Linked DNA regions of Mus musculus: region 2 is linked to region 1. Evidence: chromatin contacts called from public Hi-C data. All regions are on one chromosome and are shown on one strand. Each heading gives the region's core, a stretch centred on a gene start, on an enhancer-like site or on the middle of the called end of the contact. The rest is flanking DNA. Distances are from core to core; before and after follow the strand shown.

The links. Hi-C and Micro-C count contacts between places; a contact is called where the count stands out from the background.
Region 2: a contact with region 1 is called in a Hi-C map of cerebral cortex, with 1.7 times the contacts expected there. The contact joins two enhancer-like sites. A contact is called at or near these places in 1 of 39 promoter capture datasets (hippocampal neurons), 6 of 484 Hi-C or Micro-C datasets (cerebellar granule neurons, cerebral cortex, cortical neurons and 2 more) and 1 of 115 datasets of contacts at active chromatin or transcription factors (embryonic stem cells).

The regions. Positions count from the first base shown.
Region 1 is chr16:5,730,376-5,736,928 of GRCm38.p6, reverse strand. No RefSeq gene overlaps it. Among named protein-coding and RNA genes, the nearest start is that of Gm52234, 210 kb to the left of the region's middle. Within about 2 kb of position 3,593, at least 6 of the 459 cell types and tissues checked have an H3K27ac peak or open chromatin away from gene starts, as enhancers often do. A contact at or near this core is called in cerebral cortex and cortical neurons, where this site is marked.
Region 2 is chr16:5,924,689-5,931,241 of GRCm38.p6, reverse strand. It overlaps Gm52234 (a long non-coding RNA gene), which reads left to right. Exons shown (of 3, transcript XR_003951860.1): 3 at 1-1,913. It also overlaps a transcript of Rbfox1 not described here. Among named protein-coding and RNA genes, the nearest start is that of Gm52234, 18 kb to the left of the region's middle. Within about 2 kb of position 4,026, at least 31 of the 459 cell types and tissues checked have an H3K27ac peak or open chromatin away from gene starts, as enhancers often do. A contact at or near this core is called in cerebral cortex and cortical neurons, where this site is marked.

The DNA of each region.
Region 1 (6,553 bases), core at 2,344-4,843:
AGTTTCTCCCCAGCTAGAGACCAAGAGAACATGAGTTTTGTGTAAGTGTGTGCATGTGTGTTTGTGTATGTGTTGTATATGTGTGCTCTTGTGCATCCATGCACACAAATATGCATTGTATGCTCATGTGTGCAAGTGCAGAGGTCAGAAGTTGCCATTACACATCTCCCTCTATTGCTGCTTTATTTTTTGAAACAGGGTCTCTCACTGACTTGGGAGCTCCCTGTCTCAGCAAGTGTGGCTGGCCAACAAGGCCCCGAAATCCTCCTGTCTCAGCCTCGGAATCCTGAGGTACAGATGCGTGATGCTACATCCAGCTCTTTACTTGGGTGCTTGGCACCCAATCTCAAGTCCTCATCCTTGCACAGCAAATATTGTCCCTATTGTGCATCTTCCCAGCCCCTTCCAAGTGACTTTTCCTCCCAGGTCAGTCCTGAGCTGAGGGTAGGATGTACATCTGGGCCTGAGAAGAAGTTGCTGTGGACAAGTTTAATACATTTTTAGCACCAGTCTAAGCTTCTTGATCTCTGTACTGTTGCAAGTGGAGGTGAAATTCAAGAGTAAATCCCTGGATTTCAGAGTCCTCTTGCTCACTACACAGTATTTACTGAGAGCTCTGGCTTCTGCCCTGTATATGCTAGAAATACACACTCCAAAATGTGAGCCTATCACGGCCTCCAGACATGGATATATGTCCCCTGGCTGCAGAAATATACCACTGGTAGTGACCCTGAGTAGGAACACTACACACACACACACACACACACACACACACACACACAGTGTCTGCCACCTAGTCCATCAAGCAAAGAAGCTTCTAGAATAGGGAATGGCTCAGTGGTAGAACACCTGCTTGGCATGTGTGATGATCCCTCCAATATGTGGGAGGAGGGGTGATAGATAGATAAATAGATGGTAGATAGATAGACAGATAGATAGATGACAGTCTCAAGACCAATATTAGAGCTTACAGAAATGGCACATAAAAAGAGACAGAGCACATAAAGAAATCTGATCACCATAAGCCACTGCTTTTGCTGTCCTATCTCATCTCTATAAGGCAGGACTTCACTATCAGGCCCAGGCTGACCTTGAGCTCCTGGTTCTCCTGCCTCAACCTCCTGAGTACTAGAATTACAAGCATGTACTATCACCTCTGGCTGAAAAATGTAATTAGGGTAGCTAGTGTAATTGGCAACTCCTCATGAGTACTAGGATTATAGGCATGCATCACCTCCAGCTTTTGTTCTTGATTTGGTTGCTGATGTTTAGTTTTTATTTATTTTTAAGCAGAGTCTTACTATGAAGCTCCTCTTGCTTCAAACACTGTCATGGTCTCCCCATCAGGGCAGTGGCTGGAATCAGGGGCAGGAATGGAAGCTGAGCCAGACTCCTGCTCAGCAACCTTCACCCACACAAGGAGACCAAGAGCCTCTCTGGGACAAAGCCAATGGCTGGTGTCAGCCTGAAGAGGTATCTTCCTCCTTCTGCTCCAACACAGGGAGTGGGTGGCAACTGGAGGGCTTGAAGACAGGAAGTGGGGGTGGCCCGGAGTCACTGGGACTTAGAGCTTGAGCCATCTCTGAGTAAGACCCTCTCTGACTCACAGGCTGAAACATCAGAAGAAACAATGGGGCCTGTGAGATTCTTCTGCCAGAGTGAAATCTCCTCTACATCATCGGTGACCTTCTGGGCTGCCCCCATGAGTGTGATCCAGGCAAAGGGAACGGCAGGTATAGTCAAGGCACTCAGAAAACTTCCAGAACATCTACAATCTGTCCATAGTGGGATGAGGGTGTCAGGAAGGGAAGGGAACTTAGGTAACTGTGACTCAGGCTTGGCACAGAGCTGAGGACAGGGCCAGAGGTAAGGGCATCGTTCTTACAAGGAAAGAATCGGGCTCTTCTCCAGGGCGCATGTCCAGATGATACCTCTCGTGAAAAGCATCACACAGTCATGTTTCCTCTGGGGACATGTCTCTGGATTCAGGGTGGAAGAGGTGACAGGCAAATCATGTCTGAAGATCAGAAGACATCCCTGGAAGGTGGCTTTCTCCCTTGCCTCTTCTGCCCCTCCTTGGAACTCCGTCCTGGAGTGACATTCCGACCCATCAGCCTACCTGACATTGGTGATATGGGAAGCTCTTCCTGCTGAGAGAAGGTTGGCTGATCTGGAGCTAGACCCACAGCCTGGCTGTCCTGTCCTCAGGACAACTTCCCACAGGCATCAGGAGATACATGAGGTTGTTATCCCTTGGGAGTGAAGATGTTCTGGGTACCAAGTGGAATAAGAGCAAGGCTTTTGCTGGTAGCCTGTAAGGCATAGTGACAACACTGAATGTCCTGGACTCCAGATGTGCATAAATAGAATGGGGCAATCCTAAGTCAGGATGGGAAAGGGAGCAGTGGTTTGAGAAGCAACTGGAAAGGAGTCTTCAGGTCTAGGTGATAAATTAGACATAAAAGGAGGAAGAGTAAAGAAGAACCTATGCATCTCCTAAGGAGGTGGCAAGGTCATAGCTCTGGGTGCTGGAGACAGAGAGTGTGTTGTGAGACTTTCCCCAGGGAGATGTGAACTGACACCCTTTCACTCAAGCTAGGGTACTGATGACCAAAAAAAAAAATATTCCAAGTGTTGCTTGATGAATGAAGATGGTGCGACTACTCACGTGACTCCCTCCCATGAGGGAGAATGAGCAACCTGGTGGGAGGCCAGCTTTGGTACTGCTGGTGAGCGGGCTACTCACAGACTCATGGACAACGGGCTGCTTCCATCTTCTGGTGGCAGGGGCTGGTGGGGCAGTGGGGGACTCTTGGGGACCCTCCTGTGTAATCACAGGGCCGTGACTTCAGGACAGCAACAGTCTCTTCGTGGTTGCAAGATAAGGTTCTACAATGCATGGATAGGGACAAGCAATCCCACATGGGACTTTTGGAAAGCGATCCTCTAAGGTCCCGCTCTCAGCTGTCAGCAACTTCCTGGTTCTGTACACAGAATCGCTGAGGGCCTGATGGGCCTCCTGGCCTTCCTGGGCCCAGAAGTCCCAGCCCTCCAGGTTCTCTGTGGACCAGGCAAGCATCCCCAGAGCCAGAGCTCCCCTGGTGGTGAGAGAGAGAGAGAAAGAGAAGCTACCCTCCCCTCCCTCTGCCACCAGGAGCTGCTCAGCCTCTGCCTAATTAAACATCTGCTCCAAGCCACAATTTGCTAAATTGCCTCACACTCTAACTTCTGGCAGGAATCGAACTGATTTTTCAACTTGAGGGCCAGACCTCTCCCCAAACAGCCACAGCTTTCCATGTCCTTTAGTCTTCCACAGAATTTTATGTCCCCACCACGCTCCTGGAACAAGGGGAGAGCCTGGGTCAGGGACAATGATAAAGACTCTGTCCCTTGCTGAGACAAGAAGCCTCTGGGTAAGCTCCTGGATGAACTTGTAATCAATTGTTCCTACAAAAAGACTAGAGGAGGATATGAATAAGTAATCAGAAGGAAAGGCTTGCCAAATTGGGTTTAATCAAGAGCTAAAACGGGTGAGGCAGGAAATACGTTTCCATGAGGGTGGGAGATGGGGCTGCTTTCCTCAAACAACCTCAAAAAAGGGGGTGGGGCTGGAGTTTCTCAAAGCAGAGTCCATACACCTCAGAGTCCTGCAAGCAGGGATGTTTGTTAGGGAACACAAATTCTCAGACACAACCTCTGAGCATGCGGTCTACGTGCAGACCCTGACATCAGGACCTCTATATCCAGTCTTCCAGATCCGTGGTGCCATACTCCGCTAATAGCAGGAGTGACACTCAAGTCTGTCTCCCACGTAACATAAAGAGGCCTGGCAGCACTGGGGTAGGAAATGGCTCAATGGGCAAGGTGCCTGAGATGCAAGCGTGAGGACCTGGGTATGATTCCCCCAGAAGCCTAGCAAAAAAGCCAGGCTGGGCAGTGCTCATCTCCAGACCCAGTGCTGGGAGTCAGAGGCAGGACAGGACCTGGAGCTCACTAGCCAGCCAACCCAGCTGAATCAGTGAGCTCTAGGTCCAGTGAGACTCTTGAAAATTCAATGGGGAGCAACTGTCTCAGTGAGCTTTACTGTCAATTGGGCCTAGCCTGGACTCACTTGAGAAAGGAAGTCTCAAATGAATGATTGCCCAACTGTGGCCATGTCTGTGGAAAGTGTCTTAGTGATTAACTAATGTAGGAGGGCCCAACCCATTTGGATAGCACCGTCCCTGGGCAGGTGGTCCTGAGCTGAATAAGAAAGCTGGCTAATCATGAGTCCATCCATAAAAGGCCACGAATTGAAGAACCTCCGTGATTTCTGCTTCAAATTCTTGTTTGAATTACTGCCCTGACTTCCATCAGTGATGGACTGTGACCTGGAAATATAAGAGAAATAAATCCCTCCTTCGCCTAAGTTGCTTTTGGCCAGAATGTTTTTTTTATCACAGCAACAGAAAGGAAATTAGAGAAAAACACTCGAAAAATGACCTCTCTAGCCTCCATAGGCAATGTGCATACCCTCATGCATGCCCTCAATAACACATATGCAAACTCATGCACTCATGTGAACATGCATGCACACATAGAGCCCCCCAAAAGGCTATGTGCACTCATGTTCCAAATTGCTATGGGCTGCTCAAACTGACAGTCTCATTCACACTGGGCAGCTGCCATCCTGGCTGCTATGCAACACTCTACCTCAATGTTCTTGATGTCAGGTGTTCACTCCTTTCTGTTCACTTCCACACCCTCATTCTCCAAAATCTTGACTTCCACCCCCAACCCACGACTCAGCCAGGGACCTCTGTACCCTTACAGCCCTATCACATTTAATGGCACAAGTATGTCCGATAAAGATACCCCAACTCCCTTCCTCAGAGTCATCATCCCAGACAGACAGCCCTAGGGGACAAATCTACCTCCAGTGGAGCAGCTGTAGGCTGCAGATGCAGTTCAGGCATGAAGCACTTCCTGAGCTTGTGAAAGTCTTTGCATTCAATTCCCACCATCATCCCAAAACACAAGATTTTTCTTGGTGCAGCCTTAGAACAGAGAAAGGAAACCAGAGGCAGAGAAAACCCTAACACCCCTTAAGGTCTCTTAGTCTCTTAGATTCTTGGAAGTCCCCCAATTCCATTTTTAGGTCAGGCAGCATATCACTATAGCTGGCTCATTTAGAACTCACTATATAGATCATGTTCTTCTTGAATGTGGAGATATCCCCCTGCCTCTGCCTATCCAGTTCTGGGATTACACGCCATCTGCCACTACACCTGTCTTTAAGAATACTTTTTGTCTCCCCATAATACAGAGCATCTAAGAGACATCTCCCACATCTTTCCAAAATGAGAATGATTTAGATGGGCCATGGGGTAGAAGAAAGCGTTGACAACTGAGAAACACATGGAGTGAGACAAGTGCCTCCCAAGAAGAGCCTCCAGTGTGAGACATGCTGGGGACTGACACCCCCAGTCACCAACCATCCTTGCCTTTCAGTTGACAAATTCCTGCTGAGATTGGCTTAGTTGGCAGCATTGAATCAGCCTGGGAAACATTATGACAGCAAGAGCCAAAAGTGCAAGCTTGCTGCCTTCTACCTTGACAACCTTGCACGAATTCCTTAGTAACAGAGGTCTCATCCTTGAGGAAGTCAGCTACAAGATATCAGCTGTAAGCCCTGCTTTTAAAAATAAATAAATAAATAAAGAGCCTAGAATGGGTTTCTCACAAAGGCTTCCAAATCCTCTATTTGACACCTAGAAGTCCATGGACATACTAAGACATAATGACAACAAAACAAACAACAACAACAAAACCACACTGCTCAAGTACCTATGGGGGTGTTTCCATCATCTTTCACTTGATTTGTTTGCAGAAGGGATTGCCTTGCTCCTGGGGAGCATCCTACACAGGAATTTTTTCAGCAGAGAGCTTGACCTTGTCAAGTGACCAAGGCTTCCCTTACCACTGCATAGTATCTCCATCCTTGCTGTGGACCAGTCTCCTAGAGAGCTGGAGGATGTGCGAAGGCTGAGGTCATCTCTCCTTCTTCTCTTTAGTTCTACATCACTAATGCAGCTGTGTTGTCACTGCTAGTTCCATGATGCTACAGCAAGGAAGCCACTGGCATTTTTATTATTTACATTTCCCACTGTTGTGACCAAATGCTTGACAAGAAGCAACTTAATGAAGGAACGAGAAAGGGTAGGATGAAGGGAAGGAGGGAGGGAGGGAGGGAGGGAGGCAGGCAGGCAGGCAGGCCAACACTACTGAAGTGGGCAGGAGATGGCGGGGAGCTTGAATCAGAATGGATTATCAAAGGACCAATGAGGCTGAGCTAGCATAAGGTCACACGGAGGGTGGGAACATTGTTCACACTGCAGTGGAGGTACACAGAAGAGGGATCATCAGGCTCTGACCAGGCTCATGATCATCCATCCCAGTGGCTCTACCTCTGCAGGAATCTCACCCCAGCTCACCTCCCAAAGCAGACAGAGGGCTCTGGAGACCAAGCCAAGGGCACAGCACATTACCACAAAAGCAGGGAAAAGCCCCCATA
Region 2 (6,553 bases), core at 2,777-5,276, 190 kb before region 1:
AAAGGTCAGTTACAGGCAATGGCCAGCCTCTCAAGGCTGGTCACTATTTCTGAGAATTGAGAACATGCTGGCAAGACTGAAGCTACTTCTGATTCACTGGGCAAGACGTAAAGTGTGACTAGGAACTCTTCATAAATAAGCTAGCCTTTCTATAAAGAGCAATCAGGCCAATATGATGGCCCCACGGGGTTAGTGCTTGCTGCTGAGGATGACCACCACATTCAATTCCCAAAGTCCATGCAGAAGGAAAGAATAGGTTCTCACATGTTGTGTGTGTGTGCGCGCACACACACACCATGGCACATACACAAATAAATATACATTTTTGAAAACAGTTGACACTTCATCTGTGCATGACTGATTAGTTCAGGACCCACTGTCCAGTGCGGCACCTGCTGGGGTGGCTTGAGTGTGCAAAGTTTCCCCACAGGATTCATGGGTGTAATCATTTGGTTTCAGCACATGGCACTGTTTGGGAAGGTTGTGGAAGCTTTAGGAGGCACAGCCTAAGTAGAGGAAGTGGGGTCATCAAGGGCAGGCCTTGAAATTTAATAACCTAGCTCCATTTCCTGCCCCCTTCCTACTTCTCAACAGCAGATAAATGCAATCAGCTGCCTCGTGTTCCAGCTGCCATGCTTCTCCTGACATAAGGGACTGTACCCCAGAACTGTACTCGGAATAAATGCTTCCTCCTTTAGGCTATTTCTTGCCAAGCATTTGCTCATAGGAGCTAGGAAATTACCTGATGCAGTACTGGATTCAACAACACTGTATTGTACACTTAAAAATGTGCTAATAGATTTTTAAATAGACCAAGTTTCCTATCTGTTAACAGCATCTATCCCGGCTGGTGTATCAAGAAGAAAGAGAAAAAAAAAAAAAGCACTCGTTCATCTTTATAGAAATCAAATCTATTTCATAAAAAAAAAATCTTTCCTGTCCTTCCATGTCAAGGTTACATTTCATTTTAGCACACAAAAAGAGCTGTGACCCTCTTCAATTTAGTGAGTAGGATGTAGAAAATGCTGGATAATCAAAATCAAAGGAACAAGATGAAAACCTGACAAATAATTCAATTTGATGGCATGCTTTACTCCAAGCATTAGATGAAAAATATTAAATTATATGCCTACTCTAGAGGATGCTTCCCAAAGAAGTGAATGTAGATACTGTATGTGTGGACACCATTTCATTGTGTTGTTTTAATGACTTATATGCAAACTTCCTAGGAGAACATGGTTGTAGGAAAATGAATTTTCCTGAACTCCAATGTCAATTGAAAGGTCAAGGTTGTGTTGTTCGATTTATGACCAGAATTTTCCATGAATCTGCCTGTCCAGAGCTAGCTGCTTCTCCGGTTCCTCTGTGCCTTTCCATGTGGATGGGTTTGAACTAAATTAATCAGAAACAAAGGCCACTTCTGATGTGGCTCTATTGTATTGGGGCGTCTGGTGCTGCTCTAGAACGCCTGACATTAGACTTCTCACATACACAGCCAAACCTGATGAGTTATATTTACCTGTGTTCTCAGAGGGCAGGCATCCCAGTGCATGTAAATAATACATGTATTGGCTGGGATTCTTTTTTTAAGTCCTCAATTCCAAGTGCTGGTAAGAAGTTCAACTTTTGACCCTTATGTCATATCTTCCTGAAAAATGATTATTTTTTTCTGATGGATTTAGGATATGAAAGAAACCAGGAATAGAATCTTCAGTCAAACTCTTTCCAGGAATGAGGGCACCTCCTTCAACCACAGACTTGTTCCTGAGTTTAGCAATGCAAAGTTCATTTGACATAATTAGTCAAACATTGCTTTTTAATATTTTATGTTACTTTTTTAAGATTTATTTTTTTAAAGTGTGTGTGTGTGTGTGTGTGTGTGTGTGTGTGTGTGTGTGTGTGTGTGTGTGTGTGTGTGTATACTTGTTCCTGCAGAGGCCAGAAGAGGGACTTCCTGGAACTGGAGTTACAGACGGATTGGAGTGCCAAGAACCCTTTAGACGTGCAATGCCTGCAATTAACCACTAAGCCATCATTCTAACCCTAAAAACTTGCTATTTTTTTTAATAAAAAGTGGTTTAAAAAATTAATAAAAATTTGCTAAAACAGTTTGGTAGGACTAAAAACAAGCAAAATCCTTCCATTGATTGTGAGCTGTGGGAAAAAAAAAGATTGCCTTCTTAATCGTTTAATATATAATTATAACTATAGCCTCATTACTGCACAGACCTCTTCTAAAACTTCCAAAAATAACTAAGTTCCAGGGGAATTTATGTGGCCTTGAAATTCCACAGACAGAAGAGCCTGAAGGTCCATTACTGACAAAGAATGCCAAGTGATCTTGTCCCTGCCTTTTAAAAGAGAATGTGCCAGCATGCTGTGGTATGAAGATATCATTTACTTCCAGAAAGGACACCTCTCCCCTCCCTTTCCCCTCAGCCATTTTCTCCTTCCCTCTACCTCTTTCCAACCTTTCAGACCTGTGTATTGAGTGTGTAGTTTGTGCCAGACATTGTGACAGGCACAGAGAAAGCACCCAGTCCTTGCAGAGACAGACAGGGTAAAGCTAGAAGCTGGAGGTGCTGTGGCTGAGCCACCCAGAAGATGGTGCTAAATTCTAGTTACTCCCTTCAGATGCAACCTGAGAGGTAGCAGGTGCCTCGGTTAGTAACTTGACTGGACTGAGATGCACCCAGAGAGGAGCAAAGGGCAGACCTGAGTGTGGGCAGCAGGCTGAGGGCCTAGGAGCAATAAAAGGGGGAAAAGAAGGGATCAAATGCAGCCATGTGTGCTCATGTGCATAGTTAATTTTTATTACATCTATTTACGTAATTTGCGTATATGAATGGGCACATGTGCCTGTGGGATTGCTTCTCTCCTTCCACCACATGGGCTCTGGGGATGAAAGTCATATGTATAAGCTCACCTTTCTCTCTCCTTTCTCCCAGGCCATGCCATCCCTTCCCAACAGGTTTACAGCCTCTGAATGCAGCATAAATCCTCCCTCTCTTAATTTGTGTCTGCCCAATGTTTTGTCACTGGCAGGAAATGCTGAGTCATGCAAAGGGGAAGACAGAGAAAACTGCTTCCGACCCATACAGAGCAGCATCTCCTCCTTGCATTACTGACAGAAGAAGTAACTGCAAGACAGTCTGATGGAAGGAAGGCCATAAAGAGCAACAGGGATGAAAGAGAGAAGAAACCCCAAAATACCTAGGGACAGTCTCCAGTTTCCGTCCCAAAGGAACTCACAGAAAGGCTAGTTTGGGGGATCTCACTGGTGCCCACCATCCTCACCCTCCCCAAGGTGAAACAGTCACATTGACTCTTGTGCCAAATGGCTGCAATGCCTGCTTTATGTTTCTGGCAGGCTTGGACGACTAACTGTTTCATGCCAGTGCTCTACCCCTAGTCCAGACAGTCTAGACAATGAGCTCTCATTTTTGAAAGTTTTTTCTTCCTATATAAGAATCAAATCCTTCCTGCAGTGGCAGTCACAGACATGGTCTTCAGCTCTATCCTTTAATACAACCCCAGCTATGAGGAAGGGCTTCCCCAGGGACACAGAGACTGTAGCTTTAGGCAAAAAGAAAAACCTCCATCTCACAAAACACAAAATCTCTCCCAACATATTCTGTCAAAAAAGCTCTGATATTGTGTCTAATATTAAGCCTTGTAAAATCCGCATCACAGACTCCTACAAGCACCACTGCTGGTTTATTTTCAATGAAACCTCAGATTCTTATCCAGGTGCCTGCTTCAATTTTCAGGTGTTTACGCACACACACACCCACACCCACACCCACACACACACACACACACACACACACCCTGCTCCCCAGCACACTCTTGCTGCTAACAAAATGAAACTGTATCAGACACCATTGTCTTTGAAAATTAAGAAAAACAAGTGATTGGCTATAGAGAGCAGAGGCTGGAACAGAAGGCAGAATGAAAGCCAGCTTAGCCTGTCTGCATCCACTGTAGGCCCTCTGCTGTGTGGGCACAGAAGAGAGAAGGAGTCCTGCTTTACTGTTTCCTTCAGAGAGTCTGGAAGCGCCTCACAGTGCACAGCATGGGTGATACATTCCATTCTATAGCACAATGGAGAAGCCATGGAGACAGGCTTTCCTTTCCAGTTCCCACAACCCTCAGACCACTTGGAAAGTAGAGACTGAATCTCAAAGGTGGAATGCTGATCACTGGGGTGGGCACTACTCTTTCTTTCTCTCTTCCCTCCAACTCCTCCCTGAAAGCTCAGGCCAGTGGTCCATCTTAGGATGCACTCAGAATGATAAGCCCAAGGTCAAGGCCAGCCAGTGCAGTGAGAATCAATTACTTTCCCCAGCCTATAAATCAGAGCTCCCACCTCCACCTCTCAGAGGATGGCAGAGGGTGTGGAGGGCAAGAGAAGCATCCAGGCAACACCAGGTCAAAGCCAAGGCCAGGCATGATGACCTACAGTCACTTCCATCCAAACATGCATCTGTTTCCAGACAAGAACCTGCTCCTGGAAGAGCCACAGTAGGACATGATGCATTCCTGCAGTAAGGGAATCATGGGTTCTATTTACAATTCTGGAGCAATCTACTAAAATGGCATCAGACTCCCAACTGTGCTCCAACAGTACCAGACAACAACGTTGAGAGGCATCTTCCCAGAATTCTTCATTTCCAGCAGTGTGTAGCTTTATAGTTAGAGTTGGACATATGCTGCGTTTCCCCCCCCCCTCCTGGACACATTGGCCAATGCTCCGAATTCTTAGATATCAAAATGGGGGATGATAAACAAAGTAAAGGAGAGGAATGGTTTGGGGTGTACAATAGGTAAAACATTAGCAGATGAGAGACCAGAAGGTTGTGTAACCACAAAGTAAGCTGTGCTAGAAAAGGTCTGTTTTGAGTCCAAAAAAGAAATTTCGCACCCAATGGATCTTACTTAGTGAGGGAGGTACATAGAAGTTAGGCAAGCTAAGGCTGCAAAGACCTCATAAAGAGAAGGAATCGACACTCAGCTGGAGTCCTCCCAAGAAGGAAGGAGATATCTCCTCAACTGGGGAGGTGAGGACACTCCAGGCTCCTGGTTGCCCTGGTGACCAGAACACTCTTCACATGATAATGGCTTAGAAATGAACACAATCACTTGGACATGAAATAAACAGTGAACTTTGGAGTGAAAGACGGCCGGCCATGAGAGCTCCACACAGGAAGAGTTGAGGATGTGGAGTCTGGGTGGAAGTCATTAGGCATCATGGTATGGACAGTGTTGAGTACTGGGAGAAGTATTATGAGCCTGACAGGTAAGGGACAGGCTAATGATAGCTAATGCCTTTGACAAGTAATATGTCTGCCATTTCTCTTTCTGGCATGCTGTAGCCTACAAAGTCTAAATTAAGTGTTAATGAGCCCATATTGATCTCCCTGATCCCTTCTGCCTTCAGCATGAGGAAGGCAGGCTGACTGGGGAGACTCAGTTGGGATTCAGTCTTTGGATGTGGGCATCTCCCTGGGTGATCATGGCCACTCTGCCTTCCCTCCTGCTGTCCACACCAGACCAAGTTCATGGAGGCAACCTCAAAGACTCTGCTGTTCAGTGCTCAGTGAACTGCCTGGGACATAGCACCCAGATAGTTCAACGCTCATCTTGATGATTGTAGTGAAAGCAGCATTTCATGGATGTGATCAACACCTATGAACTCTTGACATAAGCAAACAACCTTCAGGAATGGGGAGGAGCCTGGTCTTCTGAGCTGAAAGCCTTTACAGCAAAGATGGATTTCCTGGAGATAAAGGAAAGTTGTCCTCATATGATATCAGAGAAATTCCACCAGCTTCCTGCCAGCTGGCTTTCTATAATCCACTTCCAGACTTGCCAGACCTCAGAATCACAGGAGACAGTTCCTAAAAATAAATCTTCCCAGAGATTGATAAAGAAATAAGTGTCTTTGGATATGGATATACACATATATACATATGGCTGGGGTATAGTGTCTTATAATATGAAATATCTATTTGGTCTTTGTTCTAACTTCTTGCCACATAACTGTCTAAACCTAGAGTGTCTCCAAATCATGTGTCTTTTCAGGTGCAGGTGATTTACTGATGCCCAGGGGCTCCTAGGGCCTCAGAGAGAAGCTGCTTGCTAAGAGGAAATTCCATGTGATTAGAGGGTTAGAATTTTGAGTTCTCCCCTAACACATACCACTGAGAAAGGGGAAAAGGCCAATGATGTCATCAATTATGCATACATAATGAAGCTTCTGTTAAAAGCACAAAAAGGGCAGAGTTCACAGGCCTTCCAGAGAGCTGAAACCTGGATCACACTTACAGGGGAGGCAGGGAAGCCTCCATGTTTTTCCCTCAGGCATGGTCTCATCCCAATATTGTATTGTATGTACCAGAATGCATAAAAATGTGTGTGTACATGTTAAGCAAATTGATCTTTGTCTTTTATAGCACTGTGTGCACTGTATATGCATGGAGACTAGAGGTCAATGCCGAGTCTCCATCTTGTTTTTTGAAACAGGATCTCTCACTGAATCGGACCACAGTTG